Regions from separate parts of the Mus musculus genome. Here region 1 is linked to region 2. The links are chromatin contacts, called in public HiChIP or PLAC-seq maps. All regions are on one chromosome and are shown on one strand. Each heading gives the region's core, a stretch centred on a gene start, on an enhancer-like site or on the middle of the called end of the contact. The rest is flanking DNA. Distances are from core to core; before and after follow the strand shown. Region 1 overlaps Lmtk2 (lemur tyrosine kinase 2). Region 2 has its middle 9.5 kb from the start of Rac1.

Region 1 (6,007 bases), core at 74-2,573, 590 kb before region 2:
CAGCAAGCCCAGTGATGTACCTGTTTCTGCCATGCCAGCACTAAGACTGCGTCTGGGTACCACTGCAGCTGGCATCTGTACACAGATGCTACGGGTCAAATCAGGTCCTCCATGCTCACTCAGGAAGCACTTCACTGACTGAGCCATCTCTCCATGCCCACCATATTTTAATTTTAATAACTCCACTTGGATGCATACAATAAAGATCAAATGTGACCCTAGAGAACTGTATAACCAAGTGCTTTCATATCCAATGTCAGATTTTACTGACTTTAAAACCATGGTTTGTCCATCACTTTTCCCCCATGTGTATGCATGTGCACATATGCTCCTGGAAGCCAGAGACCAATGTCAGCAATCTTGCTCAATCATTTTTACATTTTATCCTTTCATAGCAGAACTCTCAATCAAACCCAGAGCTCATTGATAGGACCAGTCACCCCTACTCCACCTCGAGTATTGCCAGCCCCACACCTGGTGTTCACATGGATTCAGGAGACCTGAACTCCAGGCTTCCTTCTTGAGTGACAAGTGCTTTAGTTGCTGAACCATCTTCCCAGGGCCCCCTCCCCTTTTTGTCTAGACAGGAACTTGCTATATAATCTAGGCTGACCTCAAGCTTTCAATTCTCTGTCCTCAGTTTAGAATTATAGATGTGTACCATTATATCCAGCTTGCCGCTACATTTTAACTTCTCTGAATGTCAAGGGCATAACACTTAAACCAAGTTGATTTAACTGGCAGCATTCTTTGCTTATAATGGTACAAAAGGAAAGGTATAGCTTATAATTGATTGTATCTGAGATTTGATAAAATGCAGCATTATTTCATCTGATTGGCACAACACCTGATGTAACTGGACCAGCTCCACATCACAGATAAGGAAAACTGATATTCCCAGAGCCTGTAGTGGGAAAGCAGCTCTGGTGGCCAGGTGTTAGGAACATTTCCCCACCCTCCCTAGACAACTCGGCTTTAAAGCCTTCCTGCGGTTAACTTTTTCATTCTTTTGTCTCAGTATATAGCCCTGGCTGGCCTGGAACCCACAGAGCTGCACCTGCCTCTGTGTGAGAATTAGGTATGTGCCACCACACCTGGCCCCATAGTTTACCATTTACACTCATGGGCAGCGTGGGCTTCTAAGCCCCTTCTCCAAACTCTACAAAGGTAATATCATTTCCTTTCCTGTCTTTTACTGTAATTGTTTGTTTAATTTTCAAGCACTAACCTATTTCTTATAAAAATGGATCACAGGGCTGCCTGAAGGCTGGCCCAATGATCTGATTCACAACTTGGTCTTCTGTGAGTCATTAGGCTGGCATGAGAAGACATACTCATGCTAACAATGAGTCCTGCCAAGCTCAGCCCTACCTTCTTATGTACTTTGTTTTGTTTTCCTCCTCTGGCCCTTTTGGGGTGTGTGTGTGTGTGTGTGTGTGTACATGTTCACAACGGCAGGTGCACAAATGTATGCCAGTGTACATACTTGAGTGCATATGGGAGGACAGTGTCAGGTGGTGGTGGTCCTCAGATCTCTCGCTGTTCTAGAACCTCACCATGTAGGCCAGGCTAGCTGGCTGAGGGTTGCAGGAACAGTCTCCAGCCCTGACTTGCCGTTCCTGGGACTACAGCGGTACACCGCTGTACATCGCTTGTTATGTAGAGTCTCGGGATTTCAGGCCTTCCTCCTTACACTAGTGAAGGAAAAACTCCTATAAAATGAGGAAATGAAGCCACAGACTGGAAGGTGAGCTGGGTTTGCTCAAACCACAGAAAGGAAGTAAATTCTAGAAGCAGGAACCACAACTGAAATCCCCAGCTCTGTGGTTAAACCAGAAAGCCAGACTCAGAAAGACTCCTGGCTGCAACTGTCGGGACACTATGAAGCCAGTTTCTCTTTAACAGGCTTTGCCTCCAGCATTCAGAAATGCATAAGACAAAGCAATCGTCTGCTACAGAAAAACATCCACAGTGACAGCCTGTCACCATGCCCTCAGACAGCTCCTCAGGCTCCACAGAGGAGGAGGAAGATAATGAGGGGCTTGGGTCACTTAATATGCTTCTCCCGAGACACAATTTAAAAACACCTGGCACCCCAAGAGCACATTCCACTGCATTTTGATTCCAGTTTTCAGAGCCCTCTAATAGCTATCTATCTAGTACTTGACTTACTAAGCAGAAAACTTGGGGAACTCTACGAGGTAGGTAGGTAGATGCTATTTGCTTTAGAGACAGGTAATTTGGAAAGGGTGGTAATTTCCCAGTAATGACTCATAGTGGGTCAGGAGCTGCTAGCTGCCTATTAATTTAGCCATTATAAATCCAGCCAATTATCTGAGCATGGTCCCCAGAACCTCCAATGAAACCTGTGTGCGTGTGTAATTAACTAGAGACTCGCCTGGTAAAAAGAAATTGATGACCAATGTTCAAATCCCTTGGGGCTCACACACCATTGATTCTCTCTCTGTGTCATTCCTCTTTGGTTCCCAGCTGACATATTTGTGTAAGGAGAATGTCCTCCCATTTGCCAGGTGGTTAACTGGTAGCTAGAGTTAAAGAAGGGCAGGCTAGATGCTGTGACAATGTCTGTTTACCACCCAGGAAGGGCATCAACAACAGTCAAACAAATTATCCCACCCAAGTCTAGCTTGAGGAACCAATGAGTGTCTTTAAAACAAACCAACCACAGTTGTCTATGCACAAACTGTGTGTGTGTATGTGTGGGGTGCACCTATGGAGGGCACAGAATAACTCCCTGGAGTAAGTTCTCCCCACCCTTCTGTGGGTCCTGTGATGGAACTGAGGTCACTGGGCTTCTGCAGCAAGCAACTTAGCTGCTGAGCCGTCTTGAAGGCCCTCATTGAGTTTCTTGTGGAAAAAGCCCACCCTGGCATGGGTGACTCCTCACAGGAGCTCTTCATCACCTTAAAACCCTAACAGGCACATTCAAGACCACACCTTGTAAGCCACATACACCCAGTCCAACACAAAAATCACAAGCTTAATTAAAATATTATGAGACCTAATTTTTTAAAGGATTTATTTATTATAAATAAGTATACTGTAGCTGTCTTCAGACACACCAGTAGAGGGCATCAGATCCCATTACAGATGGTTGTGAGCTACCATGTGGTTGCTGGGATTTGAACTCAGGACCTTCGGAAGAGCAGTTAGTGCTCTTACCCACTGAGCCATCTCTCCAGCCCGAGACCTAATTTTTTATTATGTATCTCTCTGGGTGGAGCTCTTCTGGGAGTTGGTTCTCTTCTTCCACTGTGGGTTCTACAGATCAAACTCAGACTGTAAGAGTTGTATGGCAAATGCCCTTACCTACTGAGCCATCTCACCAGCCTATATTAAAAGATTTCTTTTTTATAAGTTTATTTTGTTTGATTTTCTTTTTTGGTGGGCGGGGGTAACTCAATTGTACAGTTCTTAAGTGTAAGCTCTGTAGGTGACAATGTCTTATACTGTCACTAAATTGAGCACATGTGTGGGCTAGTACCTCTCAAGAGAGACCATGTGCAGCTAGGGTAAGAGGAGAACTGGTATCTGAGGTGAAAATCTACAAGCCTTCCTCCTCGTTCTCCAACAGAATAGTAACAGAGATTTTCTCCTTCTTCCCTTTCTTTTTTGAGACAGAGTCACTATATAGCCCTGACTATCTTAGAACTAGCTATGTAGACCAGGATGGCTTTGAACTTAAGAGAGATTTGCATGTGCAGGGATTAAAGCAGTGAGCCACCAAGCCTGACTTGTAATTATTCTTAATGATGCTACACTGTTCCCACATGCCAGCAGGTGCTCTGCAGAAGTCTGCTCTCCAGCCTTCTGCCAAGACTCCAGCAGCCTCCGATTGCTGTTTTCTGCTATGTTTCAGGCTCACCTTTTAAATAGTTGCTGCTTCAGACCTCTGGCAAATCAGCTCTACAAGAGCCAATTGCCTGTTTATTTAAGACTGCAGCCTAAGAACTAGACATGTAACTCAATAATGCCATGCTAGCCTGTGCTGGCTTAGCATGTATGAGTCCCTGGATTTGTGGTGGTGGTAGCAGTAATGATGATGCCCAGCCCTGGGCAGCTGACCTGCTTATTACTCATTCATTACAGGCATTACAACTACTCTGTTACTACTTTGTACCACTGTTGGTTTCAGAGTGGTCCTTCCACAATGTGGGTCCTGGGCCCTGCACTCAGGATGTCAGGGTTGATAATACACCCCCTTATATATTCTTAAACTAGAGTTTTAGTCTGCTAGGACTAGAGCAACAAAGAATCACAAGCTGGGTGGCTGGAACAGTCAGAAAGCATTACTTCCCAAGTTCCAAGCTCAAGACCCAAGACCAAGGTGTTGGCAGGACAGTCAAGGCCTCATCCTGCACCCTCAGGCTCCTACAGCCTCGTCCTGCACCCTCAGGCTGCTACGGCCTCGTCCTGCATCCTCAGACTCCTACGGCCTCGTCCTGCACCCTCAGACTCCTACGGCCTCGTCCTGCATCCTCAGACTCCTACGGCCTCGTCCTGCACCCTCAGACTCTATCACCTTTGCAGTCCAGCTTCTTGCTGAGCTTCCCTTGTTCTTCATTTGGGGGCCATGGGGTCCTCCCTCTAACCACACCAATCTTCTTTTACTACCTTACACTTACCTACCAGGAACCTAAAACTGACAACCACCCCAGCCCACAACCCCTTGCCATCAGTAGGAACCATCCCTAGAGTCTCAAGTGAGGATCTGCCTTTGGACACCGATTGCATTTCCTCATCACAGAACTGATCACACAATCTTTAATGCCCCTAGCTAAATGGGGCCAGGGATTAGTCTTACCTATAATCTACCACTGATTCCCCGGGTCCTAGTAAAAAGACTGTCTAAAAAATAATGAGGTGCATGGCTCTTGAGATGGACCTCTGGTCTCCAAATACAAGCATACATGTATACCTGCAAAGATATGCACACTCATGCTTGTGAGCATGCACGCACACACCACACAAATGCAAGGGGAGGAGGTCTCAGAGGATACTTCTACAAGGGGATAACTTTTACTGAAATAAAATCCCACAGACTGAGGGCCCCCAGCAACATGTTCACCTTATTGTTCTGCATGCTGAAGTTCAAGCTCATGCTGAAGTTCAAGCAACAGGCTGGCTTCTCCTGTAGCCTCTAGCCTTCTCCTCGCTGATGCTGTCCTCTTACTACAACCTCCCATGGTCTTCTGTGTGCATATCACTGCTGTCTCCTTGACCTCATTTCCTCTTCTTGTGTACAGTAATCAGGCTGCATTAAGAGCCTACCATGATGACCGTATTTGAACTTAGTCACCTCTTCAAAGGCTCAAGCTCCAAGAACAATCAGTCTTAGGTGCTGGTGTGGTATGAACAATTCATACCCACAATACAGAAACTGTGGATGAGTGCGTGTATGTGCACATTCATGAGTATATAGGCACATTTGTGCATGCAACTGCACCTGCACACGTGTGCATGTGGACAGGCCAGAGGACAAATGCAGCTGTCATGCCTCAGTTGCCATTCACCTTGTTTTTTGAGACAAGGTTCTCACCAGCCCGGGACTTGCCAAGGAGTTCCAAAGCTCTATGTATTTCTGCCTCTCTAATGCTGGGGCTGCAGGTCTGCCCTGGCCTCCCATGCCCAGCTTCTTTTACATGGGATCCGAGGACTGACCTCAGACTGAGTTATCACCCCAGCCCCAATGTTGTTGTGGTTTTAGTTTTGTTTTTGTATTGAAGCAGAATCTTGCCATGTAGCTTTGGCTAGCTTTAAAGTCATAGAAATTCTCCTATCTTAACTGCTGGGACTACAGGTGTGTAGGTCATCACATGTCCAATTTAAAAACTAACTTAAGCCAGGTGGTACTGGTGCATGCCTTTAATCTTAGAACTTGGGCAGCCTGGCCTACACAGTGAGTTCCAGGACAGCCAAGACTAACACAGTGAAACCCTGTCTCAAAAAAAAAATTTTTTTTAATTTAAAAATTTAAAAGAAGAAA
Region 2 (5,420 bases), core at 1,670-4,169:
ATTCCAAATATACCTTACATATTCTCCTGTGACATGCAGCCACCTGGGGGAGTGTGGACTACTCACAACAAGGGGAATGTCAGTAGCCAACTCAGACCAAATTGCAGCCATGCTAAGAGCCTCTCAATGTCCCACAGCTGTAGGCATTATCTACCATCAATCCCATCAAGCAGGCAATTCTTTTATCTTCAAGAGGAATAACTGAGCCAACCAGCCATTGAGGCGGCTAGAGTTCCTGGAGGCCCGGATCCCTTTCACAGCTCATCAAGCATTCCCCACATCACCACATCAGGCATCCCTACCTTACTGCATCATGCATCTCCACGTTACCGTCCATGTCTGTATTATCATCCCCAGACACTGGACGACTTCTGACCCATCTGCACTGGCTATTTCACCCTAATAGCTAGGTTTTGTCTCATTTCATTAAAACCAATTTCATTGCACCCCTCGGGATATATCTTCTCTAACGGCAGTCACTGCTTCTTATAACATTTGTCAAACTCCTAATCCCACCACAGGGGCTTAGGGATCTTCTTTTCTCACTCATCAAGCTAAAGGACCACGCCCTGGCATGGACTGTCAGCTCGACTTCACCCATAGGCTCATCATTAGACATTCTGAATAGTTTTTGGTCCTGGTAGACAGAGCCTCAGAAAGGGTAGAGACTTTCCTCGCCACAGGAGTTTCTGTGGTGATCTCCATCACAGATAGTCTCTGATTTTCCGGAGATCATCTTGTTTCAGAGTTCCAACCTTCCTTCCTTCAGATAATGGTGCTGAGTGTCAGCCTCAAATCTCTCAAAAAAAAAAAAAAAATTAACCAAAGTGCGCATCATGCTGTGCTTTCAATCCTGATAGGCATTTTCTTATCGCCTGTCATCCCTGGTTCTCAGGCAACGTCGAATGAACCAATTGCTCTCTCAAAAACATCTTCATCGAGCTCTCTTGAAAACTCCACATAGATTAGATAAAGCTCCTGCCATTGGCTCTTCCTGCAACTAGCTTCCTCCCACCCACCCCCACTCCCCCACCGCCCTGAAACCTCTGTCAGCCATTTTGAGCTCATGTATAGATTCTACTTTCTACTTCCTGGCCCTATGTCTAGACTGTCACCTCTCCTCGACCACCTTCTCACGCCCTTGTTACACCATCTTCAAGCCTTCCTTTGGAATTTCACCAGTCACTACTTGCCTCTGCTTCATCCTGACTGCCTTCCCTCCTCAGTTAACATCAGGGACCCGGTCCTTCTTTCTCCTCGTGGTCACAATCCCCCTTCACTAAATGGATGGCCTTTTGGGTTGTCCTGACTATTCCAGCTGCCACTAAGCTCAATGGTTTTCCTTGCCAGATACACCTTTCCCACCTTAAGCCCTTTATGAGAGTGAAGGGAAGTGGAAATTTCTGGTTTCTTTGGAAACTCAGTTGTGGCAGATGACGTTTTGCTGGGGCAGACACATGAGAAGATGTGTGACATTTAGAAAGAATATAAATATAAATAGGACCCCAAGACAGTGGAGGAGGCTCCAGCGTTGGTTCCCCTGGCATGGCTGGTCTTCACTTGTCATGACTTCATAGAGACTACTTTGCCAAAGAACTTCCCTTGATAGCCCAGTGGCTTCTCGCCATTCACGCAGACTCAAGCCTGTTGGTGAAATCTCTCGGTTTCTTCTGGATGGAACTACCATTGCTGATTCATGAGTAGTGTTGCTAGAGGAGTGGACTGCTGTCAAGGGAGATTGGAGCAATGGAGATTATAAGTGTTATAATCACTGTCCACTGCTCTGGAGATCATTCAGTTTAGTTTCTTTGTTAGATGTGGCTATGTGAAGGTCAGAGGACAAGGGACAGGCATCTGTCCTGCTTTCCACCATGGAATGCCAGCACTTGGGAGGTAGAGGCAAGAGGATCAAGACTTTAAGGCTATTCTTGGCTATCTAGTAATTCTGAAGCCTATCTTGGGTACACGACACTGTCTCAAAACCAGAACAAGATAAAAACAAAAAATAACAATACATATTAAAAAAAAATAAAGATAAATCCAGACATACCTACAGTCCTTACACTTGAGAGATGGAGACAGGAAGGTCAAGAAATCTAGGTCAAGTTCATCAACAGAGTGAGTCTAAGGCCATCCTGTATGGCCTGAGATCCTGTCACCAAGACCAAAAGAAAGAAAATACATAAATAGAAACGTGAAATAAGAATATACAGAATTATATAATTTCCTTTAAAAAAAAAGAGTTACAATTTGCATTGGTCTCAACTATTTCATTAAAATCTATATATTGTTTTCATTTTTTGTGTGTGTAGAGTGTGCATATGTGTATGCACTCATGCATGTATATAGGTTTACACCTCACATGTATGTGACTGTGTGTTTGTGTGTGAGTGGTTTGTGTGTGTTTGTGTGTGTGTTTATGTGTGTGTGTGTGTGTGTGTGTGTGTGTGCAATGTGCTTGAAGGTTACAGGTTGATAGTTGATGTCGGGTTTCTTTCTCCTTTTCTTCTTCCTTCCTCCTCTTCTTCTTTTATTTTAATTTTTTTTCTCGAGACAGGGTTTCTCTGTGTAGCTCTGGCTGTCCTGGAACTCATTCTGTAGATGAGACTGGTCTCAAACTCACAGAGATCTGCCTGCCTCTGCCTCTGCTGGGATGAAAGGTGTGTGCCAACCACCCTCCAGCTCCCCACTTTACATTTGAAGACAAGATCTCTCACTCTACCTGCAGCTGGATGATTTAACTAGACTGGCTGACCAGCACACCCCAGGGGTCCTCCTGTCTCTGAAACTTCACCATGGGGATTACAGTGCCTGGGACTGAACTCAGACTTTGGTACTGTAAGCACTATACCGCCTGAACTAACTCCCAGTCCTCATGCCTTTTGAATTTATTTTATTTTATTTTTTTTAGTGCCAAGCCACAACTTCCTGTTCTCCCACAGGACTTCCTCCACCCCACGTGTGTGGTCCTGTCTCTTCCCTAGTGGGTGAGTAAGGGACCAGACAACCAAGATTCTCTTTCCCCCTCCTCACAACTCAACAGTTTCTCTGGAGTGACACAGGGACCTCAGGCAGAAGGGCTACATTTGTGATGTCAACTCCACCAGAATAAAAGCCTTCAGGTCCCAGGTCTAGCCTCTGAGTCTTGGTTACTTTTTTAACTTTCATAAACAGTTATTGGTGTATGGGTGCATACACATGTACACATATATGCACAATTTAATTAAATTTTTTGTTTAAGGAAACCTTTCCTGATGGGCAGTAATGGCACACACCTTTAATCTTAGCACTTGAGAGGAAGAGGCAGATGGATCTCCAGGACAGCCAGGGCTACACAGAGAAACCCTGTCTTGAAAATCCAGAGAAAGAGAGGTAGTGGGCAGAAATCCTTCCCCAATGTTTTCTTAACATAGAGTCTTTCAATGTACCCCTGGCTGTCCTGGAACTCACTATGTAGACCAAGCTGGCCTTCAACTCAGAAATATCCATTTGCTTCTGTCTCGTAAGTTTTGTGATATGTGCCATTATACTAATCAGGCCTGAACTTTTGCAATGTGGCAACTAAATTTGAAGAACTGAATTTTTAGAGGCTGAAGAGATGGCTCTACAATAGAGCACCTGCCTAGAATCTCCCCCACTCCCACCAAGAGGAGTTGGGGTGTGGCTCAGTGGTAGAGCCCCTGCCTAGAATCCCCCAGTGAAGGGCTGGGTGTAGCTCAGTGGTAGAGCCCCTGCCTAGAATTCCCCAGTGAGGAACTGGGGTATGGCTCAGTGGTAGAGCCCCTGCCTAGAATCCCCCAGTGAGGGACTGGGGTGTGGCTCAGTGGTAGAGCCCCTGTGAGAAGGGCTCACTAGGGAGAAGCTAGGGAATAATTCAGTGACAGAGACACACATGCACCATGACACCTGTGTGTCTGTGAACATGCACATATATTTTTGGTTTATTAAGACAGAGTCTCACTATGTAACTTTGGGTGGTCTTGAACTTGATGTGTAGACTCAGCTGGCCTTGAACTCACAGAGATCTACCAGCCTCGGTCTCTCAAATACTGGAATTAAAGATGTGAACCAGTACATCCATCTTAAAAATTAGTTGTTGTTGTTTTGTTTTTGTTGTTGTTTTGTTTTTTGTTGTTTTTTGTTTGTTTGTTTTGTTTTGTTTTTTGAGACAGGGTTTCTCTGTGTAGCCCTGGCTGTCCTGGAACTCCCTCTGTAGACCAGGCTGGCCTCGAACTCAGAGATCTGCCTGCCTCTGCCTCCCGAGTGCTGGGATTAAAGCCACACCTGGCTCAAAAAATTAGTTTTGAATGCATAGTAAAGTGGGGGAAAAAATCTACAGTGAGACACCTCGACTTGAAACCCACCATCTTGCCATTTTAAAAAGGATTTAGACTAGGGGTAGAGAGATGGCTCAGTGGTTAGGAGCACTTCTCTCTCTCTCTCTCTCTCTCTCTCTCTCTCTCTCTCTCTCTCTCTCTCTTTCTCTCTCAGATTTATTCATTTATTATATGTAAGTACACTGTAGCTGTCTTCAGACACACCAAAAGAGGGTGTCAGATCTCGTTACAGATGGTTGTGGGCCACCATGTGGTTGCTGGGACTTGAACACAGGACCTTTGCAAGAGCAGTCAGTGCTCTTAACCACTGAGCCATCTCTCCAGCCCCACTTCTTTCTCTTGCAGAGAACACAGGTTCAGTTCCCAGCACCTCTGTAGTAGCTAAGGACAATCTGTAACTTCAGTTCCAGGGACTTCAATGTCTTCTGGCTCTGTAGGCATTAAGCATGCACCAGGTACATACATTGCCCACATATACATGTGTAGGGAAAAACACATATACATACAATAAAAACAAATCTTTAAAATAAAACATAATAAAATTACTTAGGCCTTGTCATTTTATATGGGAGACAGTGGGGTGGAATCCCGTGCTGTCACCAGCCTGGTTCCTGCATGTCACTGATCTCTGGAACACTCCTGAGTCACCAAGCCTTTTTGATCATCTGTGCAAAATGAGGAGCATGAACCTTGTGCTCTCCATTCAATTACAGGCTCAAGAGGGCCATAAAGATGGGGGAAGAGTGAACTGGGCAAGGTATACTCACCTTTAATCCCGGGGCTGGAGAAGCAGAGGCAGGAGGATCATTGTGAGTTCCAGGTCAGTCTAATCCACATAGAGAAACTCTACCCACTCCGGCAAATATGGGGGCAGTTGGAGAGATGTCTACGTGATTAAGGCTACTGCTCTTGCAAAGGACCCAGGTTAGGTTTCCAGAACAAATATGGGGTGGGGGAGGGTGACATCAAGTCATCCAGGGATCCAATGCCTTTTCTGTTCTCTGAGGTCACCTGTACTTGCTGTACATACATACATACATACATACATACATACATACATAAAATTTAAGCTAGGGTCCCCAA

The links. HiChIP or PLAC-seq counts read pairs in DNA pulled down with a chosen protein or histone mark.
Region 1: a contact with region 2 is called in an H3K4me3 HiChIP or PLAC-seq map of bone marrow-derived macrophages, with 4 times the contacts expected there. The contact joins two enhancer-like sites. A contact is called at or near these places in 1 of 39 promoter capture datasets (liver), 3 of 115 datasets of contacts at active chromatin or transcription factors (bone marrow-derived macrophages, embryonic stem cells and large pre-B cells) and 1 of 9 other capture datasets (adipose tissue).

What each region holds. Positions count from the first base shown.
Region 1 is chr5:144,121,932-144,127,938 of GRCm38.p6, reverse strand. All of the region lies in intron 1 of Lmtk2 (lemur tyrosine kinase 2), which reads right to left. Among named protein-coding and RNA genes, the nearest start is that of Lmtk2, 25 kb to the right of the region's middle. Within about 2 kb of position 1,323, at least 104 of the 459 cell types and tissues checked have an H3K27ac peak or open chromatin away from gene starts, as enhancers often do. A contact at or near this core is called in bone marrow-derived macrophages, where this site is marked.
Region 2 is chr5:143,534,755-143,540,174 of GRCm38.p6, reverse strand. No RefSeq gene overlaps it. Among named protein-coding and RNA genes, the nearest start is that of Rac1, 9.5 kb to the right of the region's middle. Within about 2 kb of position 2,919, at least 6 of the 459 cell types and tissues checked have an H3K27ac peak or open chromatin away from gene starts, as enhancers often do. A contact at or near this core is called in bone marrow-derived macrophages, where this site is marked.